Linked DNA regions of Mus musculus: region 2 is linked to region 1. The links are chromatin contacts, called in public promoter capture Hi-C maps. All regions are on one chromosome and are shown on one strand. Each heading gives the region's core, a stretch centred on a gene start, on an enhancer-like site or on the middle of the called end of the contact. The rest is flanking DNA. Distances are from core to core; before and after follow the strand shown. Region 1 overlaps Limk1 (LIM-domain containing, protein kinase). Region 2 overlaps Gm30003 (a long non-coding RNA gene).

Region 1 (4,728 bases), core at 2,207-4,706:
TGACGTGGTGCTAGGGATGGAACCCAGAGCTTGGTGTACACTAGGTGAATACTCTGACCACTGACCCAGAGCCCGGCCTTAAAACATGCTCTATCTGTCCTGCTCCTCACTGGTACCTCTGCCTACAGAAAAATGTACAGAAAACAGTCTGTTGCGCCTCTTAAGTAAACTGTAAAATTAGAGCGAAGGCCTACAAGATGGCTCAGTGGGTTAAGGCACTTGCCACTAAGCCTGACAGCCTGAGTCTGACCGGTACATAGACTCTGGGGTGTTCTCAGGGCCCATCTTGGTGCTCCCCTCCCCCACAGAGTAAAGAGCAATGTAAAATAAAAGATGTGAGCCTGCCCAGGAAGGTCGCTGTGATCCCAGCAGGGGGCACTGTTGCTGCCTCCTTCCTCAGGCTCTCACAATCCCTACGGATGCTGGCGGAGTTGAAGGGATGAAATGGAGGAGCCTGGAGTGAAGAGCACTGGCCTCTCTAGCAGAGAACCCCAGGGCAGCTCACAACCATCCAGCTGCAGAGCATCTGACACCCTGTGGCCACCAGGCACACACGCAGCGCAGAGGCACACACGCAGACAAGACACCCACGTAAAAGAAGCAGGTTGACTTACAAGACAGGTTTCTGCCGGGCAGAGCTGGCTGCCTGTCCGCTGGGAGTGTGCACCGGGGAGCTCAGGGGGCTGGGATCCGACACGGGCCCATGGCCCAGTGAGTCATGGGGGTCGTGCTCGAGGGTCAGCTGGAGCAGGCGGCTGGTCTCCTGGATCAGCAAGTCGATCTGGGGACAGGTGTGGACAGGTGAGTCTTCTGAGGTGGTGGCAGAGCTCAGGGCTGAGGCTTCTACTTCTAGCACCCCCTCCTGTCTGTCTGTGAGTCCGTGGCCCTACCTCGTCCAGCGGCACATTCCGGATGGGCGTGCCATTGATTTCCAAGATCCGGTCTCCAACGTGGATGGAATTCTTCACATCTGGGCTCATGCAGCCTGGGTCCACTCTGGGGATAAAGCGGTGGTTAGACTAGTTCCCCTCCAACCTGTCAACTTCCGCCCCAAGAGGAAAACTGAAAGCCAAGACCACCAGGTGTGTGTGTGACCTGAGGTGGAAATTGCAATATACTGTGGTTTTAGTTGTTACCTTTGACAAAAGATTTTACATGGGTGTTTTGCCTGCATGTATGTCTATATACCACATGCAGGCATGCCTGATGGCCACAAGGGTGTCTGGAGCTAGAAGGTTGTGAGCCACCACGTGGTTGCTGGGAACCCTGGTTCTCTGAAAGAGTAGCCTGTTGCTCTTAACTGCCGAGCCATCTCTCCAGCTCCAGTTTTATCTTACTATTAGCGTCTACTAACTACGTTCAACACCAGGCTTCGCTGCGCACCCTCATGCACTACAGAAGGCATCCGACCACACTTGCCCATCCCTCCTGTTCTCCGCCCACTTGCACGGCTCCCCTTACTCTTTGCTATTCTTCTTCTTCTTTGGTGACTTTTCCTTTGTTGGTGTGTGTGTGTGTGTGTGTGTGTGTGTGTGTGGCCCAATGTTTCATTACAGCTGCTCATAGCGGACAACACCGGAACTCCGGGATTACAGGCACAGGCACTGCTTGACTTAAAACATAATTGTTTTATATTCATTTATTTACTGTGTGAATATGTGTCTGTGTGTGCGCGCATGCGTGCAAATCAGAGGACTGTTGGTTTTTTCCTTCCACTGTGTGGGACCTGGGAATGGAACTTAATTTGTCAGGTTTGGTGGTAAGCATCTTTAGCTGACAGGCCATGTTGACAGCCCCTGTACTTTTTAAAAATGGGTTCTGGGGGAAGTGACCTCAGTTCCCCCTGCTTCTAGTATGTGGATACTCTGGGTCTGCACCCTCTGAACCGTGAGCTAAGAGCCATCTCTTCCCCACACAGGTTGTTTGCATCAGGCACCCTGTCACAACAGCAGACAGCTAACTAATACAATCAGGTCGCTACAACAGAGCCCCATCTGGCAGCGTGGCATTCCACTCACCCTTGGACTCGGACAGTGTGCGAATGCTCCGTGCCACATCCTGGTGGGCCGTGAGGGGGGTCGATGGAGACAGACAGGCCTCGTTTGCCATGGGCAGAGGCTGGGATAGACACGAGGGTGACTGTGTGGGGCAGGTGGGAGCCGGGTGAGTCAGGTAGGATCTGTTCGATGACTGGAGTTACCACGGTCTGGTAGTAGCACTGGCCACTGTGAACGCCATCGGTGGTGCGGATCCAAAGAGAAAGGGAAGAATAGAGCGTTGGGGGGAAGTCATTGATGCTTCGCTGCAGCCCACAGCAAACCGGTGGGGTGCGGGATAGGACAAGGCAGGCCCAGTTGTCTCAAAGCCCCCAACTCTGGGTCTCAGTTATTCTGTTAAAAATAATCTTTTTAATATTACTTTTATTTCTGTGTGTGTTTGTTCAAGTATGTGTGCCAAAATATATGGGGGTTGAAAGGCAAGTTGCTGAAATTGGTTCTCTCCTTCCATCATGGTCCTTAAGGTTGTTGTTTAGTGGCTAATGCCTTTACCTGCTGAGGCATCTCAGCAGACTGTTATGTCTGGGTTCTTTCTGTTTTTTCGAGACAGGGTTTCTCTGTGTAGCCCTGGCTGTCCTGGAACTCACTCTGTAGACCAGGCTGGCCTCGAGCTCAGAAATTCACCTGCCTCTGCCTCCCAAATGCTGGGATTAAAGGCATGCGGCACCATGCCTGGCCACTGTTATGTCTTTTAATTACATTTATTTATTTATTTATTTATTTATTTATTTATTTATTATATGTAAGCACATTGTAGCTGTTTTCAGACACTCCAGAAGAGGGCATCAGATTTTTTGTTACAGATGGTTGCGAGCCACCATGTGGTTGCTGGGATTTGAACTCAGGACCTTTGGAAGAACAGTTGGTGCTCTTAACCGCTGAGCCATCTCTCCAGCCCCCTTAATTACATTTATTAATTGTTTGTGTGTATATGGGCTTGGGGAAGGTATGCATGCCACAAAGTGAGTATGGGGGGGGGGGGTCAGAGGACAATTTGTGAGTTAGTTCTCTCCTTTCTACCATGTGGTCCTGGGAATGAGATTTAGGTTCATTAGGCTTAGCAGCAAGCACCTTTACACATTGAGCCATCTTGCTGGCCCCATTCTGGCTCTGTCTATCCGGTGATATTGTCAGATGGCCAAGATAAGGCGAGGCCCTTGCGGATATGTCTCCTTTGGGAGGAAGTCATTAAAAACCCATTTGGGATCGGGTCCGTTGTTCTCGAATCCAGCTTTGTTGGTGTTTCATAAGAGAGAATCTGTCTGATTTTTAGTCCCTGGCTCTGGGGAGAAAGACTCTTAAGTCCCTGGAACAGGGGGATCTTTGTTATTTATGAGCCCTTTGGAGGATGCTTGAGTCTATGCAAATGAGTCACATCAGGGCTGGTCCCACAGTCACTGACAGTGACTGAAGGCTTGCAGCTTCTAGCCAGCCTGGATTCTCAGGCGCAGGACAGAGACAGAGCATAATCACGTGGCCCATGACTTAAAGCCTCAGTGAACTCCCTGGGTGCTGGGCCTCAGCGTGGCATCCCAGTTCGTAAACCTAAGTCGGGCTGGGGGAGAGGTGGACGGTGCCCTCGCTTGGTGCAACTGTGGCCTGCAGCACCGTTTGCAGTTCTGTGAGTTAGTTATCCAGCACACCATCAAACATGAGGCCACTGGGCTGGAAGGGCCTGGGGACGCCTGAGTGTGCAGCTGGTGTCTGCAGCAGGAATAGACCCGCTAGGGATGTTGTCTATAGCTAGTGGGGTCTGTGCCAGCTCTGTGGCTAGAGGCAGAGCTACGTTGCAGAGGCAGAAAGTAGAGAGCTGGTGCTGGGGGCACTTTGGTTTCAGTCATTTTCTTTCTTTCTTTCTTTTTCTTTTTTTTTGTAGTACTCAGAACTGAACAAAGAGCCTTACATATGACATGGAAGTCCTCTATTGCTGAGTCACACTCCTAGCCCTCCCTGGAGGATTCTAGGCAGAGGCTCTACCACTGAGCGACAGCCCCAGATCTCTTTGTACTTAAGATTTTATCTCACTAAATTGTCCAGTTTGGCCTAAGACTTGCAGTCCTCTTGCACTGGCCTCCTGAAAAGCTAGGGTGACAGGCACTGCAATTACTGACATGGAGGCAGGGAGCAATGGTACTTGCCCTCTCCTGTTTTACCAGGTGAAGCATGGTACCATGTCTGTACCATTCTGGCCTGGAGCTCACTATAGAGTATGGAACTCACTATAGAGTAGTTTAACTTTCATGGTACCATAAAAGCCTGCGTATGGGCAGTCTTGGTGCAGGCCCCTAGGCTTGAAGAGGCCCACAGGACTCACCAGTACAGCTTGGAGTGCTCCACCAGTGTGTAGGTGTCCCCATCGCCAATGAAGTTTCCACAGGCGAGGCAGATGAAACACTCAGGGTGGTACTTCAGCTCCCCAGCCACCTGTAGGGGTGAGGACACAACATAGCTTTGTGGTGCCTGCTGTCCCTAAAGCCATCGTTATCCTCCTGTTCGGGAGAAAGCAGGGCAACCCAGACAGAATCTTGCTGGACAGGGAGAGGACTGGCAGGTCTGGACAGATGAAGAGATGGGCCCAGGACACACAGGGGATGATGGCGGTGAGTGAATGCACACTTGCCTCAGGAGGTGGGCAGGTAGGGGAAAGTGGCTCACCATGACCAGCCCTTTG
Region 2 (4,340 bases), core at 1,136-3,635, 92 kb after region 1:
TTTATGCCACTTGAGCACTCTCCCAACTCAGCCACGCCCATCACCTCTCTCCCTTTCTGGCCCAATCAGGCCTTGCTGCTTCTCTCGCTGCTCCGTGATCTCTCTCGTGATCTCGCATAGGCGACGCTCCTCCGGAGCCTCAGTTTCCTCTTCTGATGGAGAGGAGCCAAAGAACTAAGGGGTGCTGTGTATGCCTTCCCCAGGGCAGCTCCGTAGCCGCTGTTAGTCTATGCTCTCCCTGCAGCTTCCTTCCCCTCAGTTTGCTGGCTCTGGGCCTGTCTAAGAAACCTGAACGGTGGGAAGGAGCCGAACGAAGAACTCTTTTTACTTGGCTCAAAGCCGAGAACATGTTGGAGAATCAATAGAGGCCTGTTAGGGGAGGGTGGGCCAAGGCTTTCCTCTGATTCTTCAGGCTTGTTCTCTCTTGGGTAGCCCTGATTGGTTTCAGAAAGTGGGGAGCGGAGGGTCTGTCCGTGAGCATTGCCAGGTAAGCTGAGACGGGTGTTTGTGATTCCCATTGGACAAAGCAGGGCTTCGGAGTAAGTCTGACCTCATGATGCAAGGCCACTGACCAGAACCTGAGGGAGGCCCCTTCTGCCTGCCTGGGCCTTCGTTTTAGCTCTTCACGATGTCCACTGCCCGGGCTGGGCCACTGCCAGACTCTCACTCCCAGGTGGGCACAGAGCCCAGGCTGTGCCAGGCTCAGCAGGGGCCATCAGCCAAGAACAGCAGAGCCGTTCTCAGGAAAGCTGGGGGGATTAGGTCTGCAAGCCGGTGGGGACTCAGGTAACAGCCTCCCGTTCCAGCTGGGGTACCACTGACTTTATCTGAGGGGAATGTAGCGACATGACATGGCCTGGACCAGTGTTGGGGAAGCGTTGGGGCCATGTAACTTGTGACCCTTTCTAAGCTAGGCCCAGGTCTCATAACAACACCTTCAACACAGCCCACCCCAGAATATGTCAGTCAATGTCACTGACCTAGAGTGTGTCCCCAATTCTGGCAGACTCTTTTGTCCTCAAGTTGATCTAAGGTTGGGCCTTCCTTGGAGGGATGAACGGGAAGGTATGGACGGCTCAGTATGGACTGTCTCTTCTACTGGGTCCTTGGTGGTCCCCTAGGGAACCAATGGGCATATGTGGCTCTTGGAACAGTGTTGGGGGGGTTATTCAGATGACTGGGCTATTTGGGCTATCTGCATCTAGCTGCTGAAAGGAAGTGGGTCCCCAGACTAGTTCTGGGGTGATTCTCTGAGCCCTAGAGTACATTGTTCCTATCCCCTGTCTCTTGTATGTTTCCTTCATTTCTTCCATGGTCAGAACTAACCCACCTTTCAAGGTCTGGCTCTCTGAAAAAAAGTCTCTTTCTCACTCTGGGCTATGCTGATGGTCCCGTGTGTGTGTGTGTGTGTGCACGCATGAGTGTGTGTGCATGTGTGTGTGTGTGTGTGTGTGTGTGTGTGAGAGAGAGAGAGAGTGCATATGTGTGTGTGCATGAGTGTGTGAGTGTGCGTGTGTGCGCATGTGTGTGTGTGAGAGAGTGTGCATATGTGTGTGTGTGCATGAGTGTGTGTGAGTGTGTGTATGCATGTGTGTGCATGTGTGTGTGTGAGAGAGAGAGTGCATATGTGTGTGTGCATGAATGTGTGTGAGTGTGCATGTGTGTGTGAGAGAGAGAGTGTGCATATGTGTGTGTGTGCATGAGTGTATGCATGTGTGTGTGTATGCATGTGTGTGTGTGTGTGTGTGAGTGTGCATGTGTATGTGTGTGTGTGTGCATGTGTGTGAGATCTTACATGTTGAGGTCAGAGGATAACTTATCAAGAGTCCATTTTACCTCTCCATCATGTGGGTCCCAGGAGATCACACTCATGTCCCTAGGCTCGGTACCTGCTGAGCCACCTGCTAGCCTGACTGTCTGTAGCTCACATCTCTTTCTGTGAGGTGAGCCTGTAGATTTTCATAGCATTTCAAGTCACTTGCTTATTATGTGGTCAGGTCCAACCCCTCTGCTCTCCCAGTCCCTTTATCCACACTGGCCACCGCCCCCTGCGTTGGGCTGTCCCCCCTCTTCCCTATTTCTTCACAGCCTTCATCACCTCACTGTGACCATCTTGCTTGTCCTTGGGTGCCGTTGGCCATTGGCTGAGGCCCCACAGAGCTAACTGCTGCCTGAGCCAGCTTGGTCAGCAGTCTAGGTCTCTGAGCTGTGTCTCTAGGCTCCTCCCTTGGGCCCTGGCGGGTGAGGGTGTCTATAGGGACATTGATTCAGATGTTATTTTGGGTTCCCCTTGGGCCCAGCAAGCTCCGGGGCCTCGGGCCTGTTTAGACGGCCGGGCCGGATGTGACTGGTTCCAGGCCTCACCACGGGCCAAGTGAGTAAGGTTGGGCAGGAGGGCAGGCAGGAGGCCCGGCAGGCCAGGAGAGCCAAGGAATGGCCCAGCCTCTCTCCTGGACTGTGCTTGACCCTGATCAGAGAGAGGCCCTGCCTGCTTTATTCTGGATTCCTCACTGTCTCATGTCTGGAGTCTGGGTGCTATTACACATGTTCTGGGGAGTAGCTTTAGGACCTCACACCCCTTGAGTTAGAAGGCCAAACACGGAGACTGGGTCTCCAAGGGCAAACATGATCAAACCTCACATGAACACATATGTTCCAAAGCTAAGGGGGCTGGAGATTAGCAAGGCCCATAGCAGTTTGAACCTGGCACCTCCCCAGACCCCCCTCCTAACAAGATGGACCTCGGAAGCTGTTTGGCTAGAACCCGAGTAAGCAGACTGGGTGGTCGATCTGTTGAGAGAGCCCTTGTTGAGCACCCTAAAAGACCAGAGTTCCATCTCCAGTACTTCCCAAACCAAGTGTGGTGCTGTAAATCCCAGTGGGATTGGGAGGTGGAGGCTGGAGGATCAGGAGTTCAAGATCACCCTCAGATACAGCATGGGTTTGAGGCCAGCCTGGGCTACATGAGACTTTGCCTCAAAATTCCCAAACCAGAACTCCTGAATTGTAACTGTCCTGGGCTCCCATGTGGGGTCTTTCTAGCCCTGAGTTTTGTATTAGCATCTTCCACCTCGATAGCCTCGTACTCCAGATGCAGATAACAGTTTGGGTACCACCCTGAGGCCAAGCTTGCCGATCACATGTAGCAAGTGGGAACTAGGAGGTATTTCCCCAATCTGCCACCATGTCCCTGTTTTTCCAAAGGCACATATTCTCTGCCCCAATGTAAAGACTCATGGATATCCTTAGGCCCTGTCTAACAGGTCCTAGTGAAAACAGGTCCCACTGGTGGGGGCAGTTCTGGTGACACGGGCCCATCACTCCAGCTGCTTGGGAGGCTGAAGCAGGAGGATCAAAGGTTCAAGGACTGCCTGGATTATAGAAGGGCTATAAAAGGGGTGGGGCTTTGTGGCTGGGGAGATGGCTCAGCCATACAGGTACAAGGGTCTGAGTTCAGATCTCCAGGCCACACAAAACAACCAGGTATAGTCGGGTGCATTTATAAACCCTGAGTAGTGACGGTAGAGGCAGGTGGACAGAACCCTCTGCCTAGCTGGCCTAGCCAATGGTGAGCGCTGTGTTCAGTGAAGGATATGGTGGAGGGATGAGCACGATGGCCCAGTGGGTGACGACATTAGCCACTAAGACTGATGGCCGAGTTTGATCCCTTAGGACACGTGGAAGAACAAGAGGGTTGATTGCAGTGAACTCTTTTCTGATCTTCCCATGGGGACCACAGCATGCATACACCCCTACATGTATACACACAGAGAAATAAGATCATGTAATTTAAATAAGATAAGGTGCAGTGCACTTGAGGAAGACACTTGATGTTGACCTCGGGCCTCTGTGCGCATGTCACATGCCTCACAAGGACTTGCCTAACATGCCCCTGGCCCCGCTAAAAAGGGCAAGGAGACAGGAAGACTAGAGATTAAGATACACCTTTTGAAGCACAAGCTGGTTCACTCCCTCAAGTGACCCCATGTCCAGAGATAGTGACAGACAGACTCTCTCTCAGTATAAGATGGGACATTGTCACTGGTTCTCAGGTAGGACATACCCAAAGTCTGTCAGTGTAAAGAAAGGTTGCTCACTACTGCCCACCTATGGTGAAGGTTACACGGGCACGGGGTGATGGAAGTTGTCCTTCTGAGGACTGGGGACTGTGGCTATGCGCACAGGTCGGAGGCTGTGGACCTATGTGGCACAACCATGCAAGCTCCCACAGCCTGGAAGGCCGGGGAACCAGACTCGGCGGACTGTACAAGTAAGGACTGCGCAGGCGCAGCAGAGCCCACGTTCCCACTGCCAGCTCCCATCCACACTTCACTGCCCTC

Evidence for each region. Capture Hi-C pulls out chosen DNA fragments and counts their contacts.
Region 2: a promoter capture Hi-C map of adipose tissue shows a contact between it and region 1. The contact joins two enhancer-like sites. A contact is called at or near these places in 6 of 39 promoter capture datasets (embryonic stem cells, hippocampal neurons, liver and 2 more), 1 of 115 datasets of contacts at active chromatin or transcription factors (embryonic stem cells) and 2 of 9 other capture datasets (adipose tissue and pancreatic islet).

Annotation. Positions count from the first base shown.
Region 1 is chr5:134,668,300-134,673,027 of GRCm38.p6, forward strand. It overlaps Limk1 (LIM-domain containing, protein kinase), which reads right to left. Exons shown (of 16, transcript NM_010717.3): 3 at 4,713-4,728; 4 at 4,372-4,481; 5 at 2,019-2,225; 6 at 891-996; 7 at 615-781. Among named protein-coding and RNA genes, the nearest start is that of Gm10369, 5.5 kb to the right of the region's middle. Within about 2 kb of position 3,457, at least 29 of the 459 cell types and tissues checked have an H3K27ac peak or open chromatin away from gene starts, as enhancers often do. A contact at or near this core is called in adipose tissue, where this site is marked.
Region 2 is chr5:134,761,241-134,765,580 of GRCm38.p6, forward strand. All of the region lies in intron 1 of Gm30003 (a long non-coding RNA gene), which reads left to right. Among named protein-coding and RNA genes, the nearest start is that of Eln, 16 kb to the left of the region's middle. Within about 2 kb of position 2,386, at least 19 of the 459 cell types and tissues checked have an H3K27ac peak or open chromatin away from gene starts, as enhancers often do. A contact at or near this core is called in adipose tissue, where this site is marked.